Linked DNA regions of Zea mays: all the other regions are linked to region 3. The links are chromatin contacts, called in public Hi-C maps. All regions are on one chromosome and are shown on one strand. Each heading gives the region's core, a stretch centred on a gene start, on an enhancer-like site or on the middle of the called end of the contact. The rest is flanking DNA. Distances are from core to core; before and after follow the strand shown.

What was found. Hi-C and Micro-C count contacts between places; a contact is called where the count stands out from the background.
Region 1: a contact with region 3 is called in a Hi-C map of ear, with 4 times the contacts expected there. The contact joins the enhancer-like site here to the promoter of LOC606445 in region 3. A contact is called at or near these places in 6 of 25 Hi-C or Micro-C datasets (ear, endosperm, leaf and 1 more).
Region 2: a contact with region 3 is called in a Hi-C map of ear, with 1.8 times the contacts expected there. The contact joins the promoter of LOC541668 here to the promoter of LOC606445 in region 3. A contact is called at or near these places in 2 of 25 Hi-C or Micro-C datasets (ear and leaf).

Annotation. Positions count from the first base shown.
Region 1 is chr8:2,984,437-2,987,878 of Zm-B73-REFERENCE-NAM-5.0, forward strand. No RefSeq gene overlaps it. Among protein-coding and RNA genes, the nearest start is that of LOC100501819, 110 kb to the right of the region's middle. Within about 2 kb of position 1,450, at least 17 of the 20 cell types and tissues checked have an H3K27ac peak or open chromatin away from gene starts, as enhancers often do. A contact at or near this core is called in ear, endosperm, leaf and 1 more, where this site is marked.
Region 2 is chr8:2,652,634-2,656,041 of Zm-B73-REFERENCE-NAM-5.0, forward strand. LOC541668 (60S ribosomal protein L30) reads left to right here and starts at 2,028. Exons shown (of 5, transcript NM_001111421.1): 1 at 2,028-2,129; 2 at 2,313-2,418. The coding sequence starts at 2,109. LOC111590098 (small nucleolar RNA Z103) reads left to right here and starts at 2,835; the gene lies at 2,835-2,927.
Region 3 is chr8:2,840,310-2,843,879 of Zm-B73-REFERENCE-NAM-5.0, forward strand. LOC606445 (glycosyltransferase) reads right to left here and starts at 2,041. Exons shown (of 4, transcript NM_001112313.1): 1 at 1,393-2,041; 2 at 998-1,247; 3 at 1-191. The coding sequence starts at 1,967. The coding sequence ends at 24.

The DNA of each region.
Region 1 (3,442 bases), core at 200-2,699, 140 kb after region 3:
AGCAAAGTGAAACTCAAGTTCGATCTTGGTGATCATTTGAGTGAGAAAAGGGTTGAGAGAAACTCGGTCCTTAGTGGACTCCTCAATTTTTAATTATGCTTGGATTAAATCATGTGTACATGGATGTGGAAGTGTGACTATATTTTACTATGCCTTTGTTGAGTATCTGTACAAATATGGATTAATTATAATGCTCATCATTATCCAAATGTGTACAAAGGGAATCAAAGTTATCTCTGGTGTATTGTTGACGAAATTACTATTAAAGGGGGGATTTTGACAAACACATGGCACAATATTGCATATTTATCTTCTTTTTAGGGGAATATTTTGGTTTAGATCTTTTGTCGTTCTTTTTCACTTTGCTTTTGAATTTTAATCATTTTTTTCTAAAAGGGAATGTCAATATTCAATGTTTGTGTGGTATTGTCAATACTTTCACAAAGGGAAGATTGTTAAATCACGTGTGACAAAACATTGAGTTATATTGGCATTGGTTTGGCAAAGTGATTTACATGATTTTTGAACGTAATGTATGTGTGTAAATATGTGTTTTGATATTGATGTAACATGCTTGGTAAGTGTTGTTCTAGGTTCAGTTTTAATGTGACACTGTAGTTTATAATATAAATTGAAATAGTTTTAAAAAATATTTTTAATCTAAATAATAAACAAAATAACTTATCTAAATGTGTTCTAAAGATTTCCATCTTCAGCTTCATGATTTTTTAAAGCTTCTAATGACCTACTTCACTAACTTCATCAGATTTTTTTGAAGATAAGCAGTATCAAACAAGACCTAAGTTCACGAAGAAACTGATGTATTTGGTCCAAGAAAATGTGCGGAATGTTTTGGACTTCACCCCGGTGCACGTGTCATTTACATGCATTGAAGACGAACATAAATCGGCTGATTGATTAGGTAGACAAGTGGCGCCTGGCTCGGGCGAGCGTGGTCCACGAGAAACTGAATTTTGTGGCGTATCCATACATGCAGCTGGAGAATATGTTTTGGCCTACATTGCATGTGTAGGTGTAGACTCAGCCTCGCTATATGCAGATGTTGCTTTATCAACGCACCCAAGGTCTAGATCGATTCACGCAGGATACCAATGAGCCAGAAAGCGTTGAGTTGGATGCTTGCATGGCAGAGTCAGAAAAGGAAAAGAAAAATAAAAAAAAGGAAAAAAAGAGAGATCAGACGCATCTCTTCTTTGCGGGCACTAGCAACAGCCCACTGCGGTGGCGTGACGGTAAGGCCTGGCGAGCGGCCCACCGCACTCAGCCTGGATGAGCGCGGCCCATCAGGGCAAAGTCCTACTCGGTCTTCTCAGGCGCGCTGTCATGTGTAGGAGCTTCATAAGAAGTGGCGCTCAGGCCGGCAAAGGCTACTGGCGGCTGGGTGGGAGCTCCTCGGGCGCTTGAGCACGGGCGCACGCTCGGCCTATTCGGCCTCTAGGTGGGAGGCGGCCTACTCGGCTGGGCTGGCCTAGTGGCGCGCGGTCTGCGGAAGGGAGCGGCCCAAGGCGCTCAAGCGGCACGGCGCTCAGCCTGTTGGGTGTTAGGACGACAAAGAGATGATTGGCAATTACCCGAATTACCCGACGTGTTCTCTGCCGCGGACTGGGATCGCTCGCCAGCTAGGCCCTCTAGAAAAAAGTTGGAGCAACATTGTATGAGAACATATTACCCATCTTCGAGGACAAGGGGCGGAACGACCTCTCGATCTACTTACTGCAGCCCAGGACGGGCGTCGTCGTTTAGGCGTGACTTCTTGTTTTGATCTCCCCTACGCCTAGGACGTTGTCTGGGCCAAGAGCCATAGTTAGTTGTTGTTTCCATTTGGTTCTTCTTTCTCGTTGTTGATACCGGCAAGATTCAGCCAGATGATGATGTCTGCTGGTTGGTAGTGAGAGGACTCTTAGTACCCGCAAAAAAAAGGGCGCTGGTGAAAAATCATGTGATTTAGTTTCTTGCTCTCCCTTAGCCGCGGGAAAGGAGTCTATCTATCTGCCTAGCTTTGGTAGATTTCCCCCAACGCAATTCAAAAACTTTTACCCGATATAAAGGTAGGTACGAGATAATTTATCTACTTACGAGTATGTTAATGAGCAAGAACCTCTACCTGTTGGGTAGACAGGTACAAGTACGGGTTGGTATTATTCATACCCGTCTACCAATGGATAAAATATAACCGCATCAATAGCACTATAATCATCTAATAGAATCTATCTTAGCTAAAATGGAACCCATCTCTAGCTATCATTTGTCTAGCTACCAAGTTATGTAATCATATAATTTGCTATATGTGAAGTTAAACTTGTTTTTGTATGTTTATTTTAATATTATGAGTGATGAATATATTGGAATTTAAGACTTTCCTAGCTGGTACAGATTACCCGACGGGTAAAATTACCCGCACGAGTACGGATATGGGTAAAGATTTTATACCCGCGAGCATATACGGGTAACCTAATGGGTATAATTTTTTTGATGGGTACAGGTATGGAATGGTACTACCCGACAGGTATGTACCCGTTGCCATCCCTACTGAAGAGTTTGTGGCGGCCTCGAATGAGTCTTCGACTTCCTAGATAGAGATGTAATTGAATCCGATACCGATAGATATTACATGTTCCATATTTATTTCTATATTTTTTGGGTATTCGAATAGGATACAAATATTATCAAGTTGTATCGGATAAGATTTGAATATATATTAACATCTTAATTTTCAACTTTGAGTATATAGATACGAATATAAATAATACTCGGACTTGGATGTAGATCGGATCTCAAACCTTTTATATGGATCGAATTCGAATACAGATGGATAATATTCATACCATTTACATCCTTATTTATAAATAAAAGTATTTCCCTTTTTGATATTAGAGAGGTTTAGCCACTAGATTAGAGAGATTAATCTATGTTTTTTAGAAATATTGAGAGAGAACTATATGGTCTTTTGACAGTCGGATGTGTTTAAGTAAGAGAAAGTAGGCAAATAAAATAATCTGGAACGTTGGTTTTGTTGACAGTGGGATTTGTCTGGGGTAAAAACGGTGGGTGGGTTTAGTAGAGGCATGAGTGGGTGAGAAGATTTATGGGTGGACTTAGATTAGTTTGATCTAGTGGATTTAAGGGGTAGAGATAATGACTAGCACCAGCGGCATGGAAACAAGTACAGGGGTAATCTTTTTTATTGGATCAACACACGATGAGGAGAGGATGCACAGATAGCACAAAAAGTATACGGCGGCTCGGGGAGCAACGGGCACGGTTTGGGCAGACATATTTGACCAACGCAACCACAAAAGCCGAGGTGCCGACAAGCGGAGTCCCTAGGATTTGCAGCTAGCTAGCATCCGCCTGTTTTGATTTCTGCCGTATCCGATCGATCTGGTCCGATGGCTGGCAGTGGCAGGCGGGTCGCATCGCA
Region 2 (3,408 bases), core at 778-3,277, 190 kb before region 3:
ACTCTAATTAAAAGAAAGAGGGAGAGAGAGACTAGGGAGAGAGATAAAGGGTAACACCTGAATTTGGTAGGCATTTAGAGAAGAAATTTTATACCCCAAATTCAGGGTGTTACAGGGCTGATCTCTGGTTTTCTTTTATTCTAAATTTTCTATTCCTTTTCTTTTTATTTACTCTATTGAAATCAAATCAAATCAAACCACAAATTCAAATTCAAATATTTCAAACATGTGCATCAACCAAAAACAAAGTTTAAGCTCAACATGATGCAACATTTCATGTCTCCCCTAGGTTTTGATATTCTAAAGAAAATAATACAACTCTCAAATAAATACCCAAAACTCTATTAAAAGAAGAGATATGAAATCTATAGAGGTGAGAAAGGAGTAACACATGAATTTGGTAGATATTAGAGAAGAAATTTTATACCCCAAATTCAGGGTGTTACACCGCCCCTGGTCGAACCTCGCGACACCGAGCCCGGGGTCGGGTGTGGCAGGCCTGACAAGGGAGGTCGGGCGTGTCGAAAGGGAACCACGTACTCAAGTGGATCCCGCGCCAGGCCCCAACCAACCCGCCATAAATTACTAGCTGCATTAACCATGTCTGGCATCGAACCACAACGTGGGCGCTAGTCTGCTTCCCATCTCATGACCTATGGATCCCTCGGGCCGCATTGCACTCATGACCTACGAGCCTCCAGACTGTGGCACATTAATGACCCACGCGCCCATCGGCATGCGATGCACTTATGACCTATCGAACTAGGCCTGAGTGCGCAGACCTCTCACAAGGCACTACACGACGGGTTTGCGCCGAGCCTCGGGCTACAGAAGCTAGGGGTCGGCGTAGCCAGAATGATGGCGCTTGGGACCATCGCCGCCCCATGTCATCAACCGGGATAAATACATGACAACCAGGTAGCCTCAGGCCCCGCGAGTACACGCGGCCTCTCCTGGGGGTAAAACGTTGGTTTTGCCTCTGCCTTACGACTCCTTCCAAGAGAAGCCACCATTGGACGATCCCTCTCCCAACCTATAAAAGGGACAGGGTCGCCTCAGCGCAAGGGGATCGAGGAAGAGAACGACGGATCGAGGGACTTGGAGACGACCGGATGCCAACCCACAAGGACAAAAAGGAGGAGGTCGAAGCCCCGCCAAGTTTAGACTTAGCTAGGACTCCACCTTGTAGCTTCTAAGGTCTACTTACACCCCGATAAGAGATCTGAGAGTCTCTCCTCCCTCTTCCGACTGCTTGTAACCCCTACTACGAGTTTGATTATCAATGATGTTAGTAGCACAAGCCACCAACAATTGAAAGTATAGGCGTTCTGCTCGAACTAATATAAATGTTACGCCCTCTGTGTATACTCTCGAGAGCCCGGAACGCGCATAATAAATTTACTTGTCGGATATCCCGGCGATGTTGTATGTTATCGTTGAGAACTCTCTTCCGGTCTATGAGTGATATATTTTGTGTGATCTGATTGCATGATAGTGCCATTTAATGTTGAATGTTGTTGAACTTTGATAAAATTATGTTGAGCTCGATGATTTTGTCAATGTTGGACACAAAGATGATATGCTATTTTAATATTTTTCATTATTGATGACATATGTGCTTTATTATTTTGTATTTGATACCTACTTTTATGATTAAAATGATTATATCTATTAGAATTTTGGTGGGTATAAATATCTGCTACCCATGGTGAGCATGAGTATGAAGACATGGTGAACATGAATATGGAGTAATTTTATACTGGACAATAGATATAGCCGAGGTATATTTTTTCTCGCGGGCTATCCCCCGACACGTGATGTGAATCCACGCCGGCTGTCCATTATCCCTACTGACTTTTTTCATCCAAGAGCCCTATGAGGCCATATTCTGCAGCCCGATAAAAAAATTCCAGTAATATAAGCCCGTTTTATAAAGCCCACAGTAGCCCATTTTGTAAAGCCCATAGCGGCTCCCAAATCTCTATATAACCGGCAAATCCTAACGCTCCCAACCCTTCCACCACGCAGTCACTCCCGGGCCGCCGCCGCCGCCGCCTCCGCGAAAAACCCTAGCAGGCTTCGCCGCTATCACTCCAAGGGGCGCGACCATGGTGGCCACAAAGAAGACGGTAACGACCCCTAACTCCACGCTCTCTCCCTGTGGAGTTTACGTTTTCCCACACTTTCGTCTATCTGTCTCCTTTTTTTCTCACGGAAAATGAGATTCTGCTGCATTGCGCTGGGCCACGTATCTGGGCTTCGGTTCTAGGCTCTAACACTGCGTTGTTGGTGTGGTGGTTGTGTTTGTGCAGAAGAAATCCACGGACAACATCAATAACAAGCTGCAGCTTGTTATGAAGAGTGGCAAGTACACTCTCGGCTACAAGACCGTCCTCAGGACTCTCAGGAACTCTAAGTGTAAGTCATTTCTTTCAAGCAATAATGTTTGCGGTAGGGCCTTTCGAAGCATGTGAATTCATGCACATTTGGTAAGTCGCAGTTTAATTCTTTGGCAAGACGCATTTTGCATATCATGGTCATTGACCACCTTGTATTGATGTTCTGTCAATTAGCTTCCATGTTGTTGATTTTGACTTGCCATTGCCCATTACACAAACACTCGTATGTTCCCATTTCAACTTAAGTGAACCTTTTTACATGTCAATATGGGAATACGTTTTTGAGAGAAGGAGAATAGGGTATTAAATTCATGGTCTCAGCCATGACAACCTCATGGTTACATGGATGCCCACCAAATTATTCTCTGGACAACGTATTTTCGGACACTTCCTCTGAAAGTTGTATTTTCTCTATATAATTAAATATTATGTATGTGGGGTATGATGATTCTTTCCCCAGTTGATCGCAAGTGAACATTCTGTTCTCTATAATTCTCTTTGGAGAATCAAGCCAGAACTCTGATTCTCCACAGTTCATCCATTTTTCAACTTTGTTATTTTACCCCTCCATTTTTTGAAAATGAAGCTACCATTTGCCCCTATCAACGACGTTAGTGAAAAATCAAAATTAGTGATTAAACAATAAAAAAATGTGCAAAGAAAAGGTTGAAAGGTCTGAACCTCCCTCCTTTCTATTCTGTATGGGCTCAACCCCAACAGGGGTAAAATCCCAATTATATAATATAACAAGGGGTAAATTCACAATAAATTGCATGACTATTTTTTACTTTTTGTATCAGATTTAACACTGTTAACTACATGTAACGGTGCATGGGTATGACAACCCTTTGTTTTCGAAAGGAAGGGGTAAAATCACAATTGCAAGAGCAGTCACAAATGCCCCTATATTTTTTCTGTCTGACTGACAGTGAACCAAAAATAGTCTGTTTTATTTTGTCCTCAAGATTGGTTATTTGTTTGGTTGTCTTAATTTCATAATTGTATTGCA
Region 3 (3,570 bases), core at 791-3,290:
GGGCGGTATGCCTCTGTTCTGGCTCAGAGAGGAATTAACACATCCAGGTTTTCTGTCATCTGCCACTCCTTCGGATATACAAGATGTTTATCTTCTAGGCGAAGATTAACATTCATAATTTTTGAACAACCAGTTGGTATGCCCTCCATATGAGTTTCATCTTCTACAAGCTGCTCTATAAATGTTGTTGCCTGTATGTATCATTGCTAATTTCAATCAGAAGGAGCACAGTTATTACTTATGTGAACGATAGGTATAAATAGAATTTAGTTTCAGAATAAAATATATGGGGATGACTTAGGAAGAATGTTATCTACTGTATTAATCTCAGTAGCTATGTGCAAGAAAAACATCCATAATCGCTTTCTGCAATCTTTCACAATAGACAACAGAGAGGGACTACATGCTGAAGTACTCCATGTCCCTATCAGAATACAATAACGCAATGAAGACATTGTGCCATGTGGATTCACTCTAAAGATTTGTCTGGTATAAGGTGGAGAGGCATCAAGTGGCCAAAACAAGTCTATACAGATGTGACTAACACTGAAACTATTGAGAAGTATGACACTATTCAAATTAAGGGCGTCTTCTTAGCAAAATGCACGAGGGTTGTCTTACCGTTCGAGGATTTTTTATTTATTAAATTTCACTCTATGAATTGAATCAATATACAGGTAATTGCCAGGGTTAGAGCAAATTTAGTATGATTCACACAAAATTTGGATGGATATGGCTTTGAGCACGGTAAATCTTATACAATCATGCGCAACTATGGAAGGCCTGACTTTCTGAGTTAGTAAACTACAAATATCAGGGAATGCAAAAAAAAAAAGGAGCAATTCAGTCAGGGCGCAGGCGCGTATTCTAAGCAGGCAAAAACAAAATGGCGATCCCAATCTGCTGCACTTGTCACCAAAGAAAATTGACCAGGCTATTTTATGAGCAAACGCGTATAAATGGAACTTCTCGACAGGGACATAAGCAGGAGCCTTACCTGAAACCCATCTCTGACCGTGTCCAGCAGCCGGATGTAATTCCACGCCTGACGAGCCCTCTTGTCGGCGTCCCAGAGCATACTGCTATTGAAAGCAAAGCCCGAAGTATTGACATGAAACCTTCGTTGCCTCTTGGTCCTCTCGTTCGTGTGCCATCCCACTACCTGGCTGTTGTCACAAACCGGCCCTTCCACAAGTGTCTTGCTCTTCCCCACGCCCAGCATTGCGACTGGCCAGGTGCCAAAACTCCTATGTAACGCAACATCGATCATAATGGGTTTCAAATTCCAGTACAGAATTGACCCAATCAATTCCAATCGGAAACAGGGTCGCGAATGCGTGTACGTAAACGCGAGTGGGGGGAAACTAAGAGAGGTACGATGTGCGCCTTTACCTTATGCCGCGAAGCTGGTCGAAGAGGTCAAGGGAGTACACGTTGTCCTCGTCGGCGAAGTAGACGAGGCCGTGGATGCGGTGGTGCTCGATGTGGTCGAGCGCCGCGTTCCTCTGGCGCAGGCCGCGCGCCGCCGGGTGCTCGGGCCTCGTCCGGCGAGCACCGGGCGCGTCGCGGTGGGACTGGGAGGGCAGGTGGCGGTACATGAGGCCGCAGCCGCGGAGCAGCGCGGCGGTCTCGCGCGTGGCGGCGCCGCGGTCGACGACGAGCCAGAGCAGCGGCTGCGGGACGAGGCGGAGGGTGTGCGCGAGGCGGTGCAGGTAGTACGCCTGCAGCGGGCGCGCGCGGGTCGGCGTCACGACGATCAGGGTCGTCGTCGGTGGCGGCCGGACTAGGGCCCGCTGGGTCGGCGCAGCGGGAGGAGGGTCCGCGAGCGGGAGGTGGCGGAGGTCGAGGTCGAGGTGGAGGTGGCGGTGCGCGAAGGGGAAGAGGCCGGCGACGAAGCCGAGGAGGAAGCAGAGGATGAAGCACGGCGACGAGAAGGGCCGCCGCGTCGAGAACGGCAGAGCCGCCATGGTTTTTTGCTGCCGCGTCACTCGCGGTGCGGTGTCTGCCGCTGTGCTGCGTGGGATGGGGGTGGGGAGGGGTGTGGGCACCTTCTGGGGACTAGCTGGCAGAAGGTGCTATGGCTTCCGGCTTTTGGTGGGGAAAAGCCGGGGAGGACGATGATGGAATCAGCGACGGGAGACGGGGAGAGACGACAGAGAGAAAGGCTGCCGCGCAGAGGCAGAGGTGGACGGACTTGGTCGCGGGCGTTTGTTTGCGCGGGCGGGGAGGACTGGGGGGGTGGACGGGGTCCGCCGCACGCGGGCGTTGCATACATCATACGTACGGTACGGCTCACTTTGTTCCTTTTGGAAATAACAAACAGCTCCATTCAACTCTACGTTGTTAAACACAAAAGACATGTGTTTTACTGGGGAGTGAATACGAGTTTAGAGCAAATAAATATGATTCAAATCCTTGTTTATATGAATAATTTTAATTTTAACTTTTTACCATTTAAATATGAACGAGCAGGAGAGGTCAAGTTAGACTGCCTCCAGCAGTATTCGGTAAAGGGTCCGGTACCCTTGATTTAGCGGACGAAGACGTACTACATGCGTCCAACAACACCCGCTAAATGAGCCTCTAAAATTTAGAGGACCCTCGTCAAACGCTATGTCTAGAGTTCACGTCTACATGCGCTATACATTGTGTCCTGCAATCAATGTGGAAGAAAGGACAGCCCACATGGACCTCGTGACAAGAGCTTCACACATAGACTGGGCCCACACTTGTACTGCGATAACTGTTTCCTAGTTTTATTTAATCTAAAAAAATGGTTAAAATAAAGGATTGTATATAGAGGATCAGATTTAGGGAACGCTGCTGGAGATAGAGAAAATATAGAGGACAGAATCTTTTAAAGAGTGCTGTAAAGGACAGAGAATATTCCTTTAGGGGATGAAATTTAGAGGACGTTGCTGGAGACAACCTTACATTCTGAAAAGCATTCGGACTGGACATCTAAAGCAACCTATTTTTTCTAAGAAACTGTTTTTTATCTTTTAACTAGAATAACCCAAGAAACTAAAATCTAATTTTTATAAACTGAGTCATAAACAGATATATTTGGAACTGCCTCAATTTATATAAACAAGTTTCTTAAAAATTAGGTGGTTTCAAACAGACCATAAGGTTGTAGGCCCTGAGGGTGACCGCAACGCTTGCAGCACGGTGCCCCCTCCCCTTGCCGTGTAGAAGTATAGAGTCACTCTCCCGGTGCAATGGCTCACACCAAATACAGTGATAGCGGAAAGCACATGACAACATTAGATATGGGAGCAGCGGGAGGCAGCCTCTGTTAGAAATATAGACATTTTCCATATCATTAATTCCATAAATTAACATTATGGTGATGACATATAAAAGATGATTAATCATAGAAATCATGATGACAAATATATCCATAATAATATGGAATAAGAGAATATAAAACGTATGAATCATATAAATATAATAAGCATATAAACATGGTACATGCAGCATGATGGAACAACTGAAAATAAATAGATAGCAATATAAACAGCATGACTGTAAAATTAAAAAAACAGATATGATATATTAATAGCATAA